Linked DNA regions of Anas platyrhynchos: all the other regions are linked to region 3. The links are chromatin contacts, called in public Hi-C maps. All regions are on one chromosome and are shown on one strand. Each heading gives the region's core, a stretch centred on a gene start, on an enhancer-like site or on the middle of the called end of the contact. The rest is flanking DNA. Distances are from core to core; before and after follow the strand shown.

What was found. Hi-C and Micro-C count contacts between places; a contact is called where the count stands out from the background.
Region 1: a contact with region 3 is called in a Hi-C map of subcutaneous adipose tissue, with 3 times the contacts expected there. The contact joins the promoter of PPP1R2 here to the promoter of LSG1 in region 3. A contact is called at or near these places in 2 of 8 Hi-C or Micro-C datasets (skeletal muscle and subcutaneous adipose tissue).
Region 2: a contact with region 3 is called in a Hi-C map of liver, with 2.2 times the contacts expected there. The contact joins the enhancer-like site here to the promoter of LSG1 in region 3. A contact is called at or near these places in 2 of 8 Hi-C or Micro-C datasets (liver and skeletal muscle).

What each region holds. Positions count from the first base shown.
Region 1 is chr9:12,881,847-12,884,915 of IASCAAS_PekinDuck_T2T, forward strand. It overlaps PPP1R2 (protein phosphatase 1 regulatory inhibitor subunit 2), which reads right to left and starts at 1,282. Exons shown (of 8, transcript XR_011811279.1): 1 at 1,051-1,282. APOD (apolipoprotein D) reads right to left here. Exons shown (of 5, transcript XM_027464777.3): 5 at 1,949-3,004. The coding sequence ends at 2,769.
Region 2 is chr9:12,498,088-12,501,279 of IASCAAS_PekinDuck_T2T, forward strand. No RefSeq gene overlaps it. Among named protein-coding and RNA genes, the nearest start is that of OPA1, 70 kb to the left of the region's middle. Within about 2 kb of position 1,939, at least 4 of the 8 cell types and tissues checked have an H3K27ac peak or open chromatin away from gene starts, as enhancers often do.
Region 3 is chr9:12,723,748-12,726,551 of IASCAAS_PekinDuck_T2T, forward strand. It overlaps LSG1 (large 60S subunit nuclear export GTPase 1), which reads right to left and starts at 1,517. Exons shown (of 14, transcript XM_072042330.1): 1 at 1,377-1,517; 2 at 1,071-1,188; 3 at 805-925; 4 at 263-349. The coding sequence starts at 1,502.

The DNA.
Region 1 (3,069 bases), core at 32-2,531, 160 kb after region 3:
CTGCTTCCAATTCTTTTAGAACACAAAATGATTTTGCTAAATTTAGAAGCAACGCTGATGTAATGAAGTCACCAACTAAAAAAATGATATCTGCACGCAAACTAGCTTTAAATTCCCCATCCTGATCTTTCCAGGAAATCTTCTAATGCAGTGTACCAGATTTAGGCAATGTGCTTTAACTTGCAAGGCAATTTCAGAATTAATCTAATAACACATTTATTGATTCACGTCAGTAAATAAGAACAAGAAGCTGGATTCCTGTCTGCTTAACTGCTTACCCCCAGCTACACCACACACTCAGCTCATTTGCTTGTATTTCTGATCACTCTTGAAGCTGGTAGAAGAAAGACCACAGAAAATGAAACAGAGGCCCCTCACAGCCAGTTTCACTGTATGCCTGGCGTGATAATAAGTATGTAGTGCTTATATTAAAACTAGAGGAGGAAAAAAAAACACACACAACTCATGTGCAGTGTATTGCTACTTACACTCCATTTCTTCAAAAATATCAGGCCACTCCTTCAGTCGTAATAATGTCTCTCTGGAAAGCAGGAGCCTTTGCCACAGGCAGTACAGAAAATGAACAACTTTGAGTTCCTACCTGGCTGACTTAGACTAGGCAAAGAGGAAAAGGAACATGACCATGACAGAAAGGACCCTGCACGCACATTTTGATGGTTGTTATTCCTCTCCTTGCAATACCAACTGAGGTCCCAAGCGAAGAAAACTGCCCAAAGAGCTCCTACAAACACGGGTGTGCAGAATGCGGTCACCACAATGCGATGGCGTCTCAGGGCGCTGTCACCACACACCGGGCGCTCACAGCAGGCAGGAGGGGAGGTCCCCACAGCCCAAGCCCACCTCGAGGCTTTCGGGACTAACCCAGCGCGCTGCTGCTGCTCAGTCTGGAGGCTGCTCGCTGAGCATTGCCGAACACAGCTGCTGTTACTGCCCTTACCGGCAGCGTTACCCCGCTGCCCACACCACAAAGCAGCCCCGCGGCCCCCCAGCACCCCCCGGCCCCGCTCCTCCTCCCCTCCGCGGCCTCACCCGTGCTCGTCGTCGTCGCGGGCCGGGCTGGCCCGCCTGGCCCCGGTGGCCGCGCTGCCCCCCGCCGCCTTCCCGCCGCCCTTCTTCAGGATGCCCTTGATGGGCCCTCGCCCCGCCGGCGCCCCCGAAGCGGAGGCGGCCGGCACCGAGGACACCGAGGGCGCCTCCATGGCCGAGCCGCCCGCCTCCGGCCCGCGCCTCACGGCCCCGCCTCGCCTCACGGCCTCGCCTCACGGCCCCGCCGGGCCCCACCGCGGCCCCTGGCGGCCGGCGGACCGCAGCCACCCGCCCGCCTCACGGGGGGACCCGGGCCCTCAGGGACGGGAGCTGAGGGGAGGCCGAGCCCGCTGCTGGGGGCTGCGGGGAGTCGCTCCTGCCTCGCCCCCAGCCTGCCCCTGAGGCGAGGGAGCCCCCCCGGCCGCAGCATCCCCCCCTTCACTCGGTGGTGCTGAGGTGCCCGGCACCTGCTGCGTGCTGAGGGCACGGCAAGGGGTTTATTCCATGGACACAACGCAGCAGGGGTGGCCATGGTGCAGGTGGCTTCCAGCAGGCTGCCAGCACGATGGCATTTGTCCTCAGCGAGCTGCAGAGCAAAAGCAATGAGCACCCCGAGTCCCTCTACTCCCTCCCCAGCTGTTTTTTGTGTTTTTTTTTAAGTTTCTCCCAGCACAATAAAACCCAGGTGTGTACAAAAGCACCTTGGCTTTGCACAGGGCATCCCAGCACTCCAACAGCTGCTTACGAGGTGCCTTTTTGCACCACACCAGGTTGCCCCCCCAACAGCAGGGGTAAGCCCCCTGCAGCCAGGCCCTCCCAGGCAGGAGGCAGAAGCACGGAGGTGGGCGCCCAGCCGACAGCATGCCACACAGGCAGGAAGGCAGAGAGGGCCAGAAGCAGGTGTTTGGATTTCGTTTTAATGAGTTGCAGCGGTGCTATGTGAGCAGAGCTGGAGCAGAGCCTCTGGCAGGGCAGGGGCAGAGACAGTGGGTGCACAGGAGGTGATGAGCAGGGGGAAGCCTTGGGAGCAGAGACCAAGCGAGCAGCCCCCACTCGTTCTGTCTGCTAATGGGTACGCTCGGAGCTCGGGTAGTGCAGGACCAGCCTCGCAAGGGGCACAGGAAGACGTGTACAGACACCCGGGATGGAGCAATGCTGTTTTTCTGGACATTTTCAGACTTTAAAAAAGGCCAGACCCAAACCCTAGCAAGTAGATCTACTGACTTGGCAGTAGCTTCCACCTACTGCCCCACACCAGAAAATGTGCTCAAAGCACCCAGCCCCAGGCTGCAGCACTGACCCCCTGTGCTCAGACACCCTGTGCTCAGACACCCTGTGCTCCCGGCGGGCCCAGAAGCATCAAAACAACTTATGGGTGCATGGTTCCCCCTGGGGCTAACATTTGCACATAGCAGCTCATAACTTTCTGCCTCCCCCCGCTGCAGGATTTGCAGCAACAGCAGAGCTTCACGCCTGCACGTCAGGGTTTCTGTTCTGCACCCATCAGCTTTGAATCAGCCACTCTGCCAAAGTCAGGCAGAGTGAGATGAAACAGAGAACAGCAACAGAGGGAACAACAGCACGGAGTGACTCAGGGCTGGCAAACTACCATTAGCAAGGGGATTATTGCATTTCTCTGTTACAAAGAGAAATCTAATGGCTAATAACAAAAGCAACAAAGTTCATAGCTGGTCTGGTGCTGTGTGGCTGCGTGCTGGGAGTTACATCTCAGCGGGGCAGTTAAGCTGATCCGTGGGCATCATTTTCTCAGTGTCGATCTTGTAGGACTGGAGGACGCTCTTCAGGTGCTCCACAGTCTCCGGGTGCATGTCGGGAGTTCTTGACATAATCCAGGCGTAGTCAATGTGGAAGATCCAGAGGATGTTTGTGCAGGAGTACACCAGCGAGTAGTTTTCGTAGTCGGTGGAGATTACCCAGTAAGGGGCAGAAGGCATGACTAGGGGAAGGAAGGGCTCGGTTACACGCGGCAGGTGACCCTCTCTGCACAGCAGATGGCTACAG
Region 2 (3,192 bases), core at 689-3,188, 230 kb before region 3:
GCTGACTTCATTAAGAAGATATATAGAGGTCAAGTGTCACTTTGGCACAGAACGAGTACCGTGCCGTTTATCAGCTGAAACAGGTTGAATCAACCTGTGTATTTTATTTAAGTTTATATTCATTCTTTTTTTCCCCTCTTATAGTCTTTAAAAGATGTTTTCAGAAGTTTCTTATTTTCTTTAAACTAAGATTGAATTTACAGACTGGCCTTAAAGGCATTAATTGCAGTTCATTTATTGTTACTTTGGCTTGAAAACTTTGGCATTGCACTCCTCTACAGTTATTCAATGAAAGATCCTTTGTTATGAGGACCTATTCAGAGCCCTTGAGTTTGCTTCCTAATTAATATTAGACTTCCTCACAGTTGTGCTCTGGAGTACAAATGCTCACTTCCCAAGGATGTTGCTGCAAAGGCACATTGAATGCGTCTTTAAGTGCATCCTGAATTACTGACTTGTTATTGGGTAAATCCCTGAAGTCTTCGCTTAGCCAAAATTCCCATTTAAGACAATGGACCTATGGGAGTTGTCTCATCATTAACTGAACTCCAGCAGTTGTCTGGCACTCAGTGAACTAAGTCATGGTCACTGCCCCTGTGAGTTTACCATCTACGTTGGAGACAAAGACTAAACAAGGCTGAGAAGATAATGAGGCAGCATGAGCTGGAACTGGGCTCCTGCGCCCAGTATCGCACTTTGTTCTCTAGGTGTTTGTGAAAGGAGAGGGTGACCACTGGAACAACGCCGGTCACTGTAGTGGTATTAAAGGCAGATTTTGACATGTGCTGTTGCTGACTGGCTCTTTCATTGTGCTTTTCAGCAAAGACCAAGACAGACGAGGTCCATGCTATGGTGCCTCCTCCTATGGGGATTTGTGGCCCTCCTGGCATGGGAGCTGCTGAAAAGGGTTGCTTGACACTGTCTTGTTCTGGGCTTTTCCTTTTGAGGGGAAAGTACTGTCAGGCTGACACTCACTAATGTGTTAAATCTCCGGGGTTAAACTTGCCCGGTGACAAGGCCAAGACATGCCCATCACAGACACTTGGATAAATGTGTGGTACCCGGCAGTCCCTAGCTGCTATCCCCTCCCAACTCCCCGAGACGAGCTCCCCAAGTCACCAAGCAGATTACCTGGGCAAAGCTCTCTTGTGAGTAATAGACATGGTCACCGTGTCAGTAATGTTGGGTCAAGTGACATCCTGCCCATATCAAGGCTGACTCCGTGGTGCTGGTGACCTGTGGGGGCCCGGAGGAGAAGCCTGGAGAACTAAGGGGCACCGACAGGCTGCTGAGGGAGAAGGTTAGGAGAGAACAGGAGCTGTGGTTTGAACCTAAGGAAAGGCGAAGTGGAAGTGGTCGGTGCTTTCACGGGTATGTTATTACCTTGCTGTGGGGTGTAGGCAGGCTTACAAGGCTGCCTCACAGACCAACTCCCCGTCTTATTTTTGGCTATCAAAAGCATAACAGGCCTAGGAGGGGATGGCTGTTACTGCCTAACATACATTCACAGGGAGCTCAGATCTGTGATCTGTTCCTTCCATGCTGCAGGCAAGTGTTACTGGTAATCCTTTTTGCAAGGAGTAGGCTCTTGGGGAACTATGGATGGGATTGATTAGTACTGGTATAAGAATCATTATCAATGCCATGGGAACTGTGCTGTGTACCGTAAAGATTGCTGCCAAACCTACTAGAAGGCCTAAAGCTCTACAGCCCCCTTGATCTACCCTCTGCATAAGCCTTATTACTGCTCTGTCCCACTTGGTGCTGTCCTTCATTAACACGTGAGCTCTCACACTGTCATTGCTGGAGAGGGAACTCATCCCTACACAGAAATCCCTTGCAAAGAAACACATCGTTATTTTGTGTAGTCCTTGCCCCTACTCAGAGTAGGTGCTAGGAAGAACAGCGGAAAACCAGGGCCTGTGTACAGTAACTCCCTGCAAGACAGCCTTGGAGCTGTTTCTGTGCCATTGATAGGTACACGTGTATGCCTCTGCACCCTGTGGCTGCATGACCCTGAGTATAAAACTTAACAACTGAGCAATTGAAGGTCACTGATTTATTTGCTGAGCATGTACATGAAATATGGGGGAAATCTGGTCAAGTTTCCTTGATTTTCACCAATTTTTGTGCCTGCTGATGGAAATCAAAATGTTCCCAAGGTGTGACCCAGGGCAGAAAAGTGTAGGTCTGCTCCCACAACCAGCCCTTGCCCTCAGGGTGTTGGTGCAGGAACCTCCTCAGCAGTTTCCCGTCCCTAGGGCTGTGCACTAGGACAGGGACCTGCGGGAGGGATACCTGCAGCAGTTGCAGAGCATCACTGCTTGTGGCTGTGCCTGACGTGGGTCTTTGTCTTCATCCTGCAACAGTCATGAAGCTTCAGCCCCAGCCTCTCCCCTCACCGTCTCCCCCTGCTTCTCGGAGCTATTTGGCCGCTGTATGAATCCAGCTGTGGGTGAATGCGTGCAGGTGTGAAGCCCGTTCCTAATCCCCTGGCTGTGCACCCGGGTTCCTTTCGTACGCTTTGAACACGTGCCACAGATCTTCGTTCCAGTAGGTAAGACTGCTTCTCATCTGTGCAAGCTGATGGCTTATATATGTTTTTTGGGTTTCCCTAAAGCAGCCTAAAGTCTCCTAATCCTCCCTTTCTGCCTCATATCTCTTGCTGGCTGAGTTTCTGAGCCCTGGTGCCCAGTGATGGCTCACTTCTGTCCCTAGAGAAGGGGGATGGTTGCTTTGGGAGTGAAGCAGCTGCTGCCAGCTGGCAGAAGGGATGTGTGACAGAGCCAGCATGCGTCCCAGCTGCTGGTGTGGGCAGCATTTGGGTGAGGACTGACACAGGGGGTGCACCAGGGCACAAAGTTAGCCAGAGCCACCTCTGTGGCCTGCAAGCAGCTATCGCTGCTGAGCAGTGCAACCCTGTCGAGTGGGAAAGAGGAGAAGGGGAGGTTTCTCCTGTTTCAAACCCTCTCCTGTTACTAATGGGGACATGTCATAGCCATGGGAATAAGGCACGAGGCATTGATTCATTGAGCTTTTCCTTGTAATGCTGTAGATCTTCATTAATGTTCCCAGTTGTGCTTTCTGCTGCTCCCGGTGGGGCCACTTAATGACGTAAAGAGCTTAATAAGGAGAAGCTGTGGTCACAGCTGAGGGGAAGGGTCTGCCTTACTGCTGCCAAGGGTTGTGCTG
Region 3 (2,804 bases), core at 267-2,766:
CAGCAGCTATGGGTAAGCACTGCAAGAATTTGGGCTGTAAGCAGTACAAGAATGTGCACGCACAGTAGAACTACGTGCAGCTCACCACAAAGGTGTGTCTGTACTGTGACTGGGATGTCCAACCTTCTAGAAGAAGTACAAGGAGCCACTGAGAAGAGGTTAATTTTAGATGTCTAACAAGGATAAGTACAACCCATCTCTTCCTGGGGAAGGGTCCAAATCTGAACAGCCATACACCACACACACGCAAGTGCATACTCACTGGGCAAGCTGTCGCCTCCATTCAAGAAAGCTTTCCCTCTCAGCTTGTTTCAAGTCTTCTGCACTGGTTGTCCTATCCCAATATGGCCTGCAACAAACGCATTTTGGAGCAGATGGTCAAAAGTTTTAGTGGTTATACCAGTTATATTATTATAGCAAGCATCTACAAAGAACACAGGTACCACACACTCAGTTACAGTGACGTGGTTGTACGTCACACGTACAGGCAACTATTTGCTGCTGCTTTAAGTACTTCTCATTTCCTTGGTCCCTTTAAACCCCGACAGCTAAAGTGAAATGGACATTACCCTACACACAGCATATCTCACACAGTTGGTCTCCCCAGCTGAGATTTGCAGGGCGTTGAAAACAGAAGATTCATCTCTCTGTCTGCTGCGCATAAAAGGTCTGAAAGGTTTGCTGGGTGGAAGGCCAGGTCACGGCACCCCCCATAACACGGGGGTGACAAAGCAGCGTCCCCAGGCTGACAGAGCCCACACGGGAGCCACCACCTCAGCGGGCGCCCAGCCCAGCATCACCCACCTCCTCGGGATGCGCAGGAACCGCCGGTTCTCCTCGTGCAGCTGCTGGACGTGCTGGGCCTCCTGCGCCGTGAGCAGCCCGGTGCGGCTCTGCGCAGACACAAACTGGATGTTCAGCCGCTCTGAGGGATGGACAGACAGACAGAGGCGGTCACGCAGAGCCTGATGTGCCTGGCAGCACCCCTGCTGCCTGCCCCCATTACCCCAGCCCCCCTGCCCCATCCCCACAGCCCCACACTCCCCCCAAGGCCCTTTCCAGCCCCTCACCGGCCACGAAGCGGGTGCCGGCCAGCTCGGCCGTGGCCAGGAACTCCTCCAGCGGGCTCTGCTCCACCGCCGACCGCTGCTCGGGGCCAGCCTCGTCGCCCACCTCGCTGGCGTGCCGCTGCCGGGACGGGACAAGAGGGCACCGTTAGCCCGCACCGACCCCCTCTGTACACCCCCGGCCCCATCCCCGCCGCCCTACCCATGAGGCGGCCCCGCGGCGCCCCGCGCCCCGCTGCAGGCAGCGGCCGAGCCCCGCTCCCCGCTTCCTCCCCATGCGGCCCGCCCGGAACCGGCCGCCCCGGCAACCGGAGCTCCCCGCAGCCGCCGCTCCGCCGCGGCCCCGCTGCGCCGTTCCGGGGAGGGAAGGTTCCGCCCGGTGGCTCCGTGGCCGTCCCTGTCAGGGTCCCTGACAGGGTCTCTCCCTGTCCCCATCCTGCGTCCCCGCTGTCCCCTCTGTGTGCCCTGCCCGGCCCCGCGGCCCTGCCCCGCCGGCTGTCCCTGTGTGCAAAGAAAGAAAGGCTCGGTGGGATGCCTGCAGCCCGCTCAGCTGCCTCTTTCCCCTCGTTTTTTCGCCCAAAACCACCACACGGAGGGCACACGGTGGTCCTGGTGCCTCAGGGGGCCATCAGCAGAGGACTGAGCCAACGACCCGCTGCTCAGCACCTCACCAGCTTTCATCCAGCCTCCTTCCACAAACCCACCTCAGGCCTTCAGCAGGGTGCATCAGCAAGGGTCACTGCACACAGCAGTGCTGAGGGAGATGCAGACTGGGTGGCCAAGTGACAGAGACAGCCAAGTCTCGCCTAGGTCCTTAATTCCCTATTTTTAACTGCAGCGTTCCCCAGCCCACCCATCGCTGTGCTGCGTCTACCTGAGCAAGATGGGTTTCTTTCGGTTGTACTTCACCTGGCAACCTGCTTCTCATAGATGACATTTACCAAGGAGTAAAAGTCTTCTAGGAGAAGACACAGGAGCTGCATAGAGGTGGCCTGGGTACCCATGCACATACATTAGGGGCTGAGAGCTCGGGACAGCACGGAGGAGACGGGCACAAAACCTCCAGCAGCACAGCCCCGCTTGGCTGCACCACCAGGCTCCTCTGCTCCGTGTTAACAGAGCGCCTGGCTGGCTGGAGGGCGGCCACAGCTGCTGGGACTGCTCACAAAAAATCCTGGACAGACAAAGGCAAAGTCTGCTCTCCTTCCACTGCGGGGTAATCATCTGCTAGTACCAAAAAGGCTGGCTTCCCTCCCAACTTCTTCTGCCTTGGAGCAAAACCATTGCTCCAGTTTTTCATGCAAATCCTGAGAATTATTTAGTAGCAGCAGCTCATTTTCAAAAGCCAGCAGTGCCAGTGCATTTTGCCTAAAGGAAACATTGTTCTTTCTGGACAACTTTTCCTCCATTTTCCTTTAAGGCAGCACTGGGAGATCTCAGGACTGTGTCTCTGAAATATTCATGTGATGGCTATTCATTATTCATGCGGTTTCACAATGCTTGATTCAGCGGTATTACCAGCTCAAGCCTGACAAGCAGATACACTAAAAACCACCCCCTGCCCCCCAAGGCACCCCTGAAAGGACACACGGACAGTTCTGCTCTGTGCAGCATTGCATCTGCCTGAATCCCCTTGTTTGCAGCTGCAGTCAGACACGTGTCAGCACGGCAGGGAGATGGGCCTGAAGAGCGGCAGGGCTCCTGCCAGGCAGGAGGGCACCATGTATTCACCCAGAG